Regions from separate parts of the Ovis aries genome. Here region 2 is linked to region 1. A link is a contact called in public Hi-C data. All regions are on one chromosome and are shown on one strand. Each heading gives the region's core, a stretch centred on a gene start, on an enhancer-like site or on the middle of the called end of the contact. The rest is flanking DNA. Distances are from core to core; before and after follow the strand shown.

Region 1 (4,515 bases), core at 779-3,278:
GGGTGGGGGAGAGAGAGGGACCGAGGGGAAGGAGGAAGAGGAGGAGGAAAGGGTGGGATGAGAAGCTGAACCAGAGGAGAAAAAGAAAGGTGTGGAGGGGGAGGGGAGCAGATGATTCAGTGAGCTGATAAACCAGTTAGAACAGCATTCGCTCGGGGCGGCGGGCGGCGGGGTGGGGAAAATAACGGCGTTTAAAATTGGTTCAGTCTTCGAAACCTGAAAGGATGTGATGTTTTCCTGTTTTATGTTGTTTTAAGAAAAAGGAACCGAGTTCCTAGTATAGTCCCCGAGGGGGGGGGGAAAAATCCGCTGTCGCTCAAGCCAATCAGTCATGTGGTAATTCGATAATTAGAGTAAAAAAAAAAAATTTTTTTTAAGGCGACCTTTTTCAGGACAGTTTTTCCCATTTATAGTCGCAGCAAACGGTGCGCCTCCTTTTTATTTTTCTCTCCTCCTCCTCCCTCACCCACCACCTCCTGTGTTTAGTCAGATGGCCCCGGAGCTTGGCTTAGTATTTTTAATTAGCTGGCGTTTGGAAGCTAAAAGCAGTAATGAATTGTTGATGGATTGGAAGTGGAGAGTCGCTTTGCTGGAAATGTCGGGGCTGGGAGAGGGGGATGGGCGAGTTAGCAACAACCAACCATCTAAAAGGAGCGATTTTGTTACAGTGCAAGCCTTTCACATCACGTGAGGATCAAGGGCTCAATTGGTTGTCGTGAGAACAAAAATGGTGACAAGCGTATCAAGAAAATACTGATCTGGTCTTTAAAAAAAAACCTGAAGGTCTCTCCCCTCCCCCTGCACACACTCTTCTCCCCTCGCCTCGCCGCCTCCCCCCCACCCCACCCCCGCCCTTGCAGTGGGAGCAGCTACAAGTTATGAATGTGAAACATTTCTCGCAGATCTAGGCTCTCGGAAGTTCGGAAGGAGTGAAATGTAATGAGCACAAGAGCAAAGCAGATGTTTTAAAGAAACACCTTATAAACCTTTCCTCAACTTATCTCCAATTTGTCGGCTTTGCCAAGTGGCCAGGGATGGAGAAGACTAGTCGAGGGGATAGGGCACCTCCACACTACTTGGATTTTAGGGAACCCCCCCTCATGTCTTAAACAAAGAAAAACATTTTACTAGCTCCAAGCCAGGTCCTGTAATAAACACACCATTGTTACTATTTGTGGGTTTGTTTGGGTTGGGTGGGGCATTTTTTCCCCCTTAATGGTGTTTTCGCAGCTTGCTTTTTTAAGGAGGTGGAAAATGGTAATTATAACCATTACATGTAGTGGGTGACTATTCCCTTGTTTAATATTAAATTATTGGGCACTGGATGTGACAAGAGACAGAAATCGGCTTATTCTGCCCTTGCTCCCATTTTCCTGGCTCGGTTTTGAGGAGGGTCCTGCCCTGCTAGGACAGGAGAGGGAGAGGTGAGGTGCGCTAGAGAATGGACACTGCAGATCAGGATTTGTAACTGTGTCACTTTATTCTCCTTGGGTGAGAGCCCCAAAGGTAATTTACTCTTAAGTTACCCCGAGTGCCCAGTCAAGCTTAATTTGTGTGAAGAAGTTACAAATGCTTCACCCTCCACTGAATAAAAATTCACCCTTCTTGGGTTGTTGTTCTCAATGCAAAAGCCAAACCCTGTAACTAGTTCCTCATTTCAATGCATAAAACTCGCACATTCCCCTGCATGAAGTCCCCGCTAAGTGCTATAGAGAGACACACCACGCAACCGTACTTACGGTCTGTATTGGATCGAGTTGACCTTTTCCTTCTAACTGCATTGAATGTGTTTGGTTGCAGCCGCTTTATTTTGGAAATTATAATCTCTTCAACAAATTTATTATTAAAGAAGATGGACCATCAAATGTCACAGACTGTCCTGTGTATTTTTTTTATAAAAGCAAAAATTAAAAGAAAAAAAAAGGAAAAGAAAAATCCCCCTGGTGCACACACACAAGCTTGTTCTGCAACACTGAAATCAGGACTGAAACACACACACACAGGGGGAGTGGAGCAAAAGGAGCTCTCAGCCTCTATACCTGAAAGGGACTTTTCTTTGTTCCCATTGCCCTTTCTCATCGGGCCAATCAGAGAGCAGCTTTTATGAAACTAGGCTCTCTCATTGGTTAGCTGCTTTCTCTTGGCTACTGTAGGGGGTTGAGATATACACACGTATAAAACACACACAGAGAACGGGTGGGGGTGCGGTGGGGGGTGGTTGTGGAGACAAAGCGTTTTATTTTCCAACCAGATTGGGGTTGAGAAACCTCCTGCAGTAAGATGAAGAAGAAAAAAAAAATGGTACGCCCGTTTCAATTACTACATCATTCACATAAAACACTTATTTATTAAATCTCAAACAGGCTGCGAGGAGAGGATGTCGGTAAATACAAGTTTGATTGTGTTATCTTGGGGGAAATAATGTATGTGATCGCTCGGTGGCACAGGGAAGCCAAATGAGCCACTAGCGCCTAGCGAGGAGAAAAGGGAGGCTGGCTGTGTGGAAATGACTGCGAGCGTTTTGCTGGCTTTCCTTCCGTGTTGCGAGGACTCGGCAGCGCGAACTCCCAAGACTGATTTTCTGTATTGCAGCTTCTGGCTTTCAACCCTCCCCCACCACTTTGCCCTTCTTCCAATTTTTTTTTTTTTTTTCTTTCCCTGTGTCTCTCATTTTACTCGCTGATTAAATAAGAAAAATCGATCTGGAGGTGAAGACACAGTGGTGGGGAAACAAGTAACCCTTTTGTTCCCAGGCTTCTGGTCCACAAGCAATGAAGTGTGAACACTAGCAACCATTTAACCACCACTACGTGAATGGTTCTTCCCTGGAATAGTAACAAAGCTTTCCCACCTGGTCCTAGGCAGCTCCAAAAAAATTAAAAATAAATAAGGTCCCAGCCAACCATATTAACACCTCGGGCCAGCCTCATTTTTTTAAAAATCGATTTGTGGGAGATAAATATACTAGGAAGATTAACCCCTTTAAACAGTCCCTGTGCCATTTTTGAGCCGAGGGATTGTCAAAGTTCCCCTTACTCCAAATATTTAACCCCCTCTTGGGGAGAGCCAGTGTCAAAGTCCTCAGAAGGCAACACCATGCGATTCACTGAGAATACGAAAATATTTTAGAATGTATTGTAGGACAAATGCCAACAACCAAGTTAATGGAACTCTGCGGTCACAGGACAAAAGAGGTTAATATGAAATAACAAGTTCAGTATTGTATATAACGCTGAATATACTTAAGCGAATGTATTTATATATATCAAGCTTTTAAAGCACTTTTAGTTTTAATTTTTCATTGTTATTTTCTGTCACTTTTAGGAGCTGTAATATGGAAATTTTAAAGTCAAGGGTGACTTTTCAAATTTAATTGAAAGCGTCATGATCCTAAGTTTTAAAGATCCAGCACTACTAGGATTGTAATTTCTGCATGACAGTTAAAATTTAAGAATGTGTCTTAACTGAGTCAAACTGGACATATAATGTGAATTAGAGCTAGCAGAAGATTGCTTATGATGTAAATATTCAGTGATGACCTTGTGGATCAATAAAAATATGTCACATGTTTTAGGTAACGTCTGTGACTCGTGTTTGAACTTTCAATATCTTTAGTTCTTTTTTTTATTGCCAATTAGTCGTTTCACTACCCAAGATGAACTTTATTCAAAGCTGCAAATAGTAATAAACAGCAGTTTCCATCCCTTGCTGAGGTACATAAACCAGAGGAATGAATCTATAATAGTCCTTGAAAGTGAAAGTGAAGTTGCTCAGTCGTGTCCGACTGTTTGCAACCCCATGGAGTGTAGCCTACCAAGCTCCTCTGTCCCTGGGATATTTCCAGGCAATAGTAACTGGAGTGGGTTGCCATTTCCTTCTCCAGGGGATCTTCCCGACCCAGGGATCGAACCCTGGTCTCCCACATTGTAGACAGATGCTTTACCGTCTGAGCCACCAGGGAAGTCCTAGAATAGTACTTAGATCTGCCTAAAAAGATTTACTTTCAAAGCAAAGCTATACATTGACAAACAGGGCAAAGAGATAATCTGATACCCACTTACCCCTTATTTTAACTTTGATATTTGTTGTATATTTTTGAATGGACAGGTTTACAATTTGTGTGTGTCCCATTGCTAATAGAGCATACATACTGATTTTGAACTTTTCCTCTTTTAGAAGAGTGGTTCCTCAAAGGACCAGATCACTCAGGCATTTCCTGTGTCCCTGAAGGGTCATCTGCTTTTCAGCCTTTAAAAGTCCATGGCTACCCTGTATATTGTATCAGCTTGGAAAAAATCAATAATTAGCTTTTAAAACAAAAAGACTCAAAAAGTCACAGAAATAAGACCTGATGAAGTTCAAAAAGGGTAGAAGCACTCCTCCAACACACTTGGTTGGTAAAAGCAAACCACAGGGTCTGCAGTGTAGATTTAGTGTAACGAAAACCAAAGTTTAGGCTTCCTAATACTCAAATGATCTGATCTAACCCTAACTTCAAACAATACCTAACCCTAA
Region 2 (4,515 bases), core at 996-3,495, 43 kb before region 1:
AAAATTTTTTTTTTTTTTTGCCAACGCAAAAAATCAGGAAAAAGTCTGAATTTCCACTCTCTCGTAACATAATAACTGGATCATGTGCTATGCTGGGCCCACATTATTCGTGGCATCAACTGACACTGCTGAGCTTCCCTCAGCCTGCAGTGACCTGCCCAGGCATAAGCCGCTGAGTTTGCATTTCCAGCTTTTTGAGACAACCACAGAATGTTCTAGCTAGGAGGTCATCTAACCCAGTTTACTCATTCTAGAGAAAGCCAGGGCCCGTATCTGTGCAAAGGCAATAATTTATCTTTAGTGGCAGCCCAGGTGAACACAGAAGAGCAGCATCCTCTAAGAACGACCTTTATAAAGGAGCTCAGCATACACTGGGAGGGAGAAGAGGGATGGGGGAGTTTGGTCATTTCTTTGTGCTAGTAAACACCCAGAGTGTGACGTGTTCTCCAAAAAAGAAATCGGTTCTCGTGTATTTCATGGTGCTTAATACACAGCCATGTGACGCTACACACAAGGCAGGGTTTTGAAAGTTGTTTTTGCCTTATACAAAAGGTCAACTTCCACTGTCCCCTCATTTCTCAGGTCATTCACTCCTACACTGAAACACAATTTCTTCACCCAGTGAGGCTCTTTAAGAGCAGCAACAGTTCCTACAAGAGTATCTGGAGAGGAGGCAATGTACACTTGGACTTGGGTAGTGACAAACCTCAGGTTGTCCTGGTTCAAATCCTGACCCTGGAAGTACTTGCTTGCGAGGGATTCTGAGCAAATGACCTGGCTATTCTAAGGTTCAGTGTCTGGATCTAAGACATGGGAGTAAGAATGATGATTATCTGCACGGGGTCGCAGTGAAGACTCAATGAGATAACTCATGCCCAGTGAAAGCTTGGCATAGCACTTAGCTCAGTAAACAACGGCTTAGGAAAAGAAAAAAAAAAAAAAGTCCCTGGTCTGATATTACAGTTCTCTAACCCTGCATGCACTCTTACAAAGCTCCTTTTTATATCCTACTATGTTTAACATAAATCTATAATCCTCTCCAAATGCATGGTTAAGTGCGGTTAAAGTATTTTAAAAGTATGAGAAAAAGGGCTTAACCCTGAGAAGCTCAGCCTGAGGAAATACTGCTCCTTTCATACACTGGCATCTGGCAGTCGTCCACTGGCTTAATCCAGCCCCGTTTTACAGCAGGCCCTGATGAGTCCTTCACTTCTGCAGAATCTCCTTCCACTCATCTCTTGCTGGACCTCTTTTTTTCTGTGCTATGCTCCCCTCAAAGTTTCCTTTTATTCACCTCAAATTGATCGCATGTCCACCCAATAAATAATTACTAACATACCTGCTGTGTGCCAGGTGCCACTAGCAAAAGAGTGGGCAAGACTGCAGCAATAGTCAAATGGCCACACAAATACAGCAAAAGGGCAAGCGTCGCTGCAGCACTTCACGTAAGGGGCTACCCAGGGTGACCTGAGTGTGAAAACCAGCACGAAGAAGGCAGTGCGGGGCAGAGACCAGCCTCTGTAGCTGGAGTCCATGTCAACCTTTAGCAACAGAAGCCTGGGCAAGCTGCCTGATCTTTCTGGGACTAAGCAGCTTCATCTGTAAAACAGAAACAAGACCTGACTACTAAGGTGACTACCACCACCCAAGATCACGCAAAACGACGTTAGCCCAGGGCACGTGGTACGGAAGAGCCCTCAATAAATAAATGCTCCTGCCATCGCCAATATGATTCTTATTATCACAAACATACCTGAGACCTGAACTGAAAAAGAAAATGCTAGGTGGCTTAGCCCTTTAAAAGCCAAATGCTAGGATTTGCTACAAAGAGTAGCAGTTATAAGCACCTTTCGGGAGGGACATTCCCTAAAAGAGTATTCCTACCATCTTCCATTTAAAAATCAGTGGGGAATTATTAGTCAAATGATACCAGTAACTGGAATAAAACAGCAAGAGGGAGAACTGGCCGGTTTTAGCGAAGGTTCCTTTGTCAAAGCTCTTTTCTATTATCCTGACGGGACACTGATGTAATCTACTAGAGCCTGAAAGAGGAAAGCAGCCATCTCCAGTGGAAGAAAAAAAAGACCCATAAGTCTAACAGCTGGTGGTGGCAGCCTGTCAAACTGAGGAAAGTTAATGTCAAGAACAGACGCGCGGCAGTCTCTCACTGTTATTTCTGCATGATTATTCCCAGGTGTTGGTGCACACTGAGCGGTAGCCTGGCTATTTATTACTCGAGAGAGAGCCTAAGAGCATGGGAGTCGGAGAGAGAGGCGGGGAAGGAAAGGTTATTTACACAGATAGCGGCACACAGGGTGAGTAATCAGACGACCAGGGGACAAAAATAGTCTGCAGAGAGAGGTCCTGGCAGTATTTTCTCTGTTCACCTTATTTCAAGAGCTTCCTGAGTGCTGATGAGCAAGGAAGGCTCCAATGCTGGAGCGCGGCAGGCAGCAGCTTTGCACCATCGGGCACGGACTGTGGCCCCTGGTGATGGTTTCCAGGACCTGGAAACTGACAACAAGTGAGGAAAGGTCGGCTGGGCAGGGCTCACCTGACAAAGGGACAGTCAGGTTGGCGTTACTGCGGGGACGGCTAGCACTGCCAGGAAGATGGGAAGCTCACCACCAGGAAACAGGCAAGCCTCAAGGAAAGATTCCTTCCTGTACCCCGGGGCAGTTCTGAACCTTACTGGGGAACTTGCCTGGGTTTCTTCCATCTGTTGCTACAAATCTCCATGCTCATCTTGCTCTTAACCCCTCAATCCTGGGATTCTCAGGTCGCCAACAACCAGAGAGGGAATGGTGTTTTATTTTGTTCAGAGTCAATATTTTTACATTCTGTGAGCACACCAGGGCACGAATGCTTAATGCTCACGTTTTCTCCATATCCTGGTATTTGGCTGTTTTATGAGATTGCCCACAGTCACCTCTTTAATTTAAAAAGCATTAGACAGAGACGGCACTCCATGTAAGGGAAATCACAGCTCTTTAAAGGTGACCACTGGCGCAGTCCATCACTTTGCATTTTAACTATCCTTTCTGCCAGACATCGTTGCTTCATTAGTAAAGCAAGGGAAGCTTAAAAAATGGTTTCCTTAAGCACCGATCTTTTCCCCAAAATGATTCGTCAAGGGTGAATTTTCATCCTTGTCGGACAAAATTGGAACAACTGCATTTCAGTCTTCCTAATTCTGTCTTTCCTACATGTAGCGCAGGCTTTTCCTTCTAGAAACCGTGATCAGGGCAAAGTACGCATTACAGCTTGCTGCCAAACAACAGGGGCAAACTCCTTCTAAGGGCCTACTGTACACCAGGCCCCAGATGTTTTCTATATTCTCTGACAGTCATAACATCCCCATTTTATAGAAACAGAAACTGAAGACCTCAGCGAATGAGCTACTTACCCAGAGAGCTGAAATTCCACGCCAAACCTCTCTGACTTCAAAGTCTGTGGGCTTTCTTGTAAAACTAGTAACACTATCAGTCACTACTGTTTAACACTTATTACACAGGAGGGATGATACTGTGCATGCTCTCATTCAGTCTTCACCAGGTTGTAACTGAACGTACTTAACAGATGAGGAATAAGGAACTTAAGCTGAAAAGGTCACTTAGGGTCAGTGGCTGAGCCAGAATTTGAACCCACATTGATCAAACAGCAAAAGAAACTCTTCTCAATGTAAAAGAGAACACGAGGTAGAAAGAAACCTACCTCCCCAGGTAATTTCTGACCCTTTTCTGCATGTTAGAAGCCACGCATCTGATTATTTTCTCAACTCGTAGATCAGGATGGTGCATCTTGGTGTGCCCAAGCAAATACCGCAATTCCTTCAGAAACCTCAACTACAAAACCTCACAGAAACCATAGCTCAGGTATTGTTTTGCTGTTGATACTGTTTTAAATCATCTGACTCCAAAAGCAACAGCTATATACAATGACTGGGAATCACACTATTATTTTCAGTTTCTCTTTCCTAGGCATAAAGACCAGAGACCAAATAAAAAGCCACAGTTCTAGCTGCTCGCACGCTTTTAAAGGCTTAGCCGCTGAATAGGTAGGGCTCAGCCTTGGGATAGACCAGGGCTTCAGTTCCAAGGCCAGTGGGGTCAAGATGGATGCTTCCATTCCCAACCAGGACTCCAGCCCTGCTAAAGTCACAGAATGCCCCCCCAGGCTCTCTGGGACACTGCGTGGGGGTGGTAATCAAGGGAAGGTGGCTGACTGTTCAGTGTATTATTCAAGAAGCAACTCCATGTGCAGAAAGGTGACAGGCTTCTAACACGCAGAAGCACAGACAGGCCAGCCACAAGTGTAAACTATATTTTAAACAAGTGACGATTTTTAACTTCATGCTCTAGCTGTGATAATTTTTCAAAGCAAAAGACAAGGAAGGCACCGAGTATAGAAAGACAGAGTATAATTAAACTACCCTGGACTTGGTGTCTAAAGCTTTCTGGTTGTCTTGAAGCCAAACCAAAATCTCCCCTAGAAGGCCCTCCCCCAGCTGTGTCA

Evidence for each region. Hi-C and Micro-C count contacts between places; a contact is called where the count stands out from the background.
Region 2: a Hi-C map of liver shows a contact between it and region 1, with 3 times the contacts expected there. The contact joins the enhancer-like site here to the promoter of ZNF608 in region 1. A contact is called at or near these places in 3 of 16 Hi-C or Micro-C datasets (hypothalamus and liver).

Annotation. Positions count from the first base shown.
Region 1 is chr5:26,708,518-26,713,032 of ARS-UI_Ramb_v3.0, reverse strand. It overlaps ZNF608 (zinc finger protein 608), which reads right to left and starts at 2,028. Exons shown (of 9, transcript XM_027969981.3): 1 at 1,740-2,028. The coding sequence starts at 1,781.
Region 2 is chr5:26,751,616-26,756,130 of ARS-UI_Ramb_v3.0, reverse strand. The region is part of intron 1 of ZNF608 (zinc finger protein 608); the gene reads right to left. Among named protein-coding and RNA genes, the nearest start is that of ZNF608, 43 kb to the right of the region's middle. Within about 2 kb of position 2,245, at least 7 of the 54 cell types and tissues checked have an H3K27ac peak or open chromatin away from gene starts, as enhancers often do. A contact at or near this core is called in liver, where this site is marked.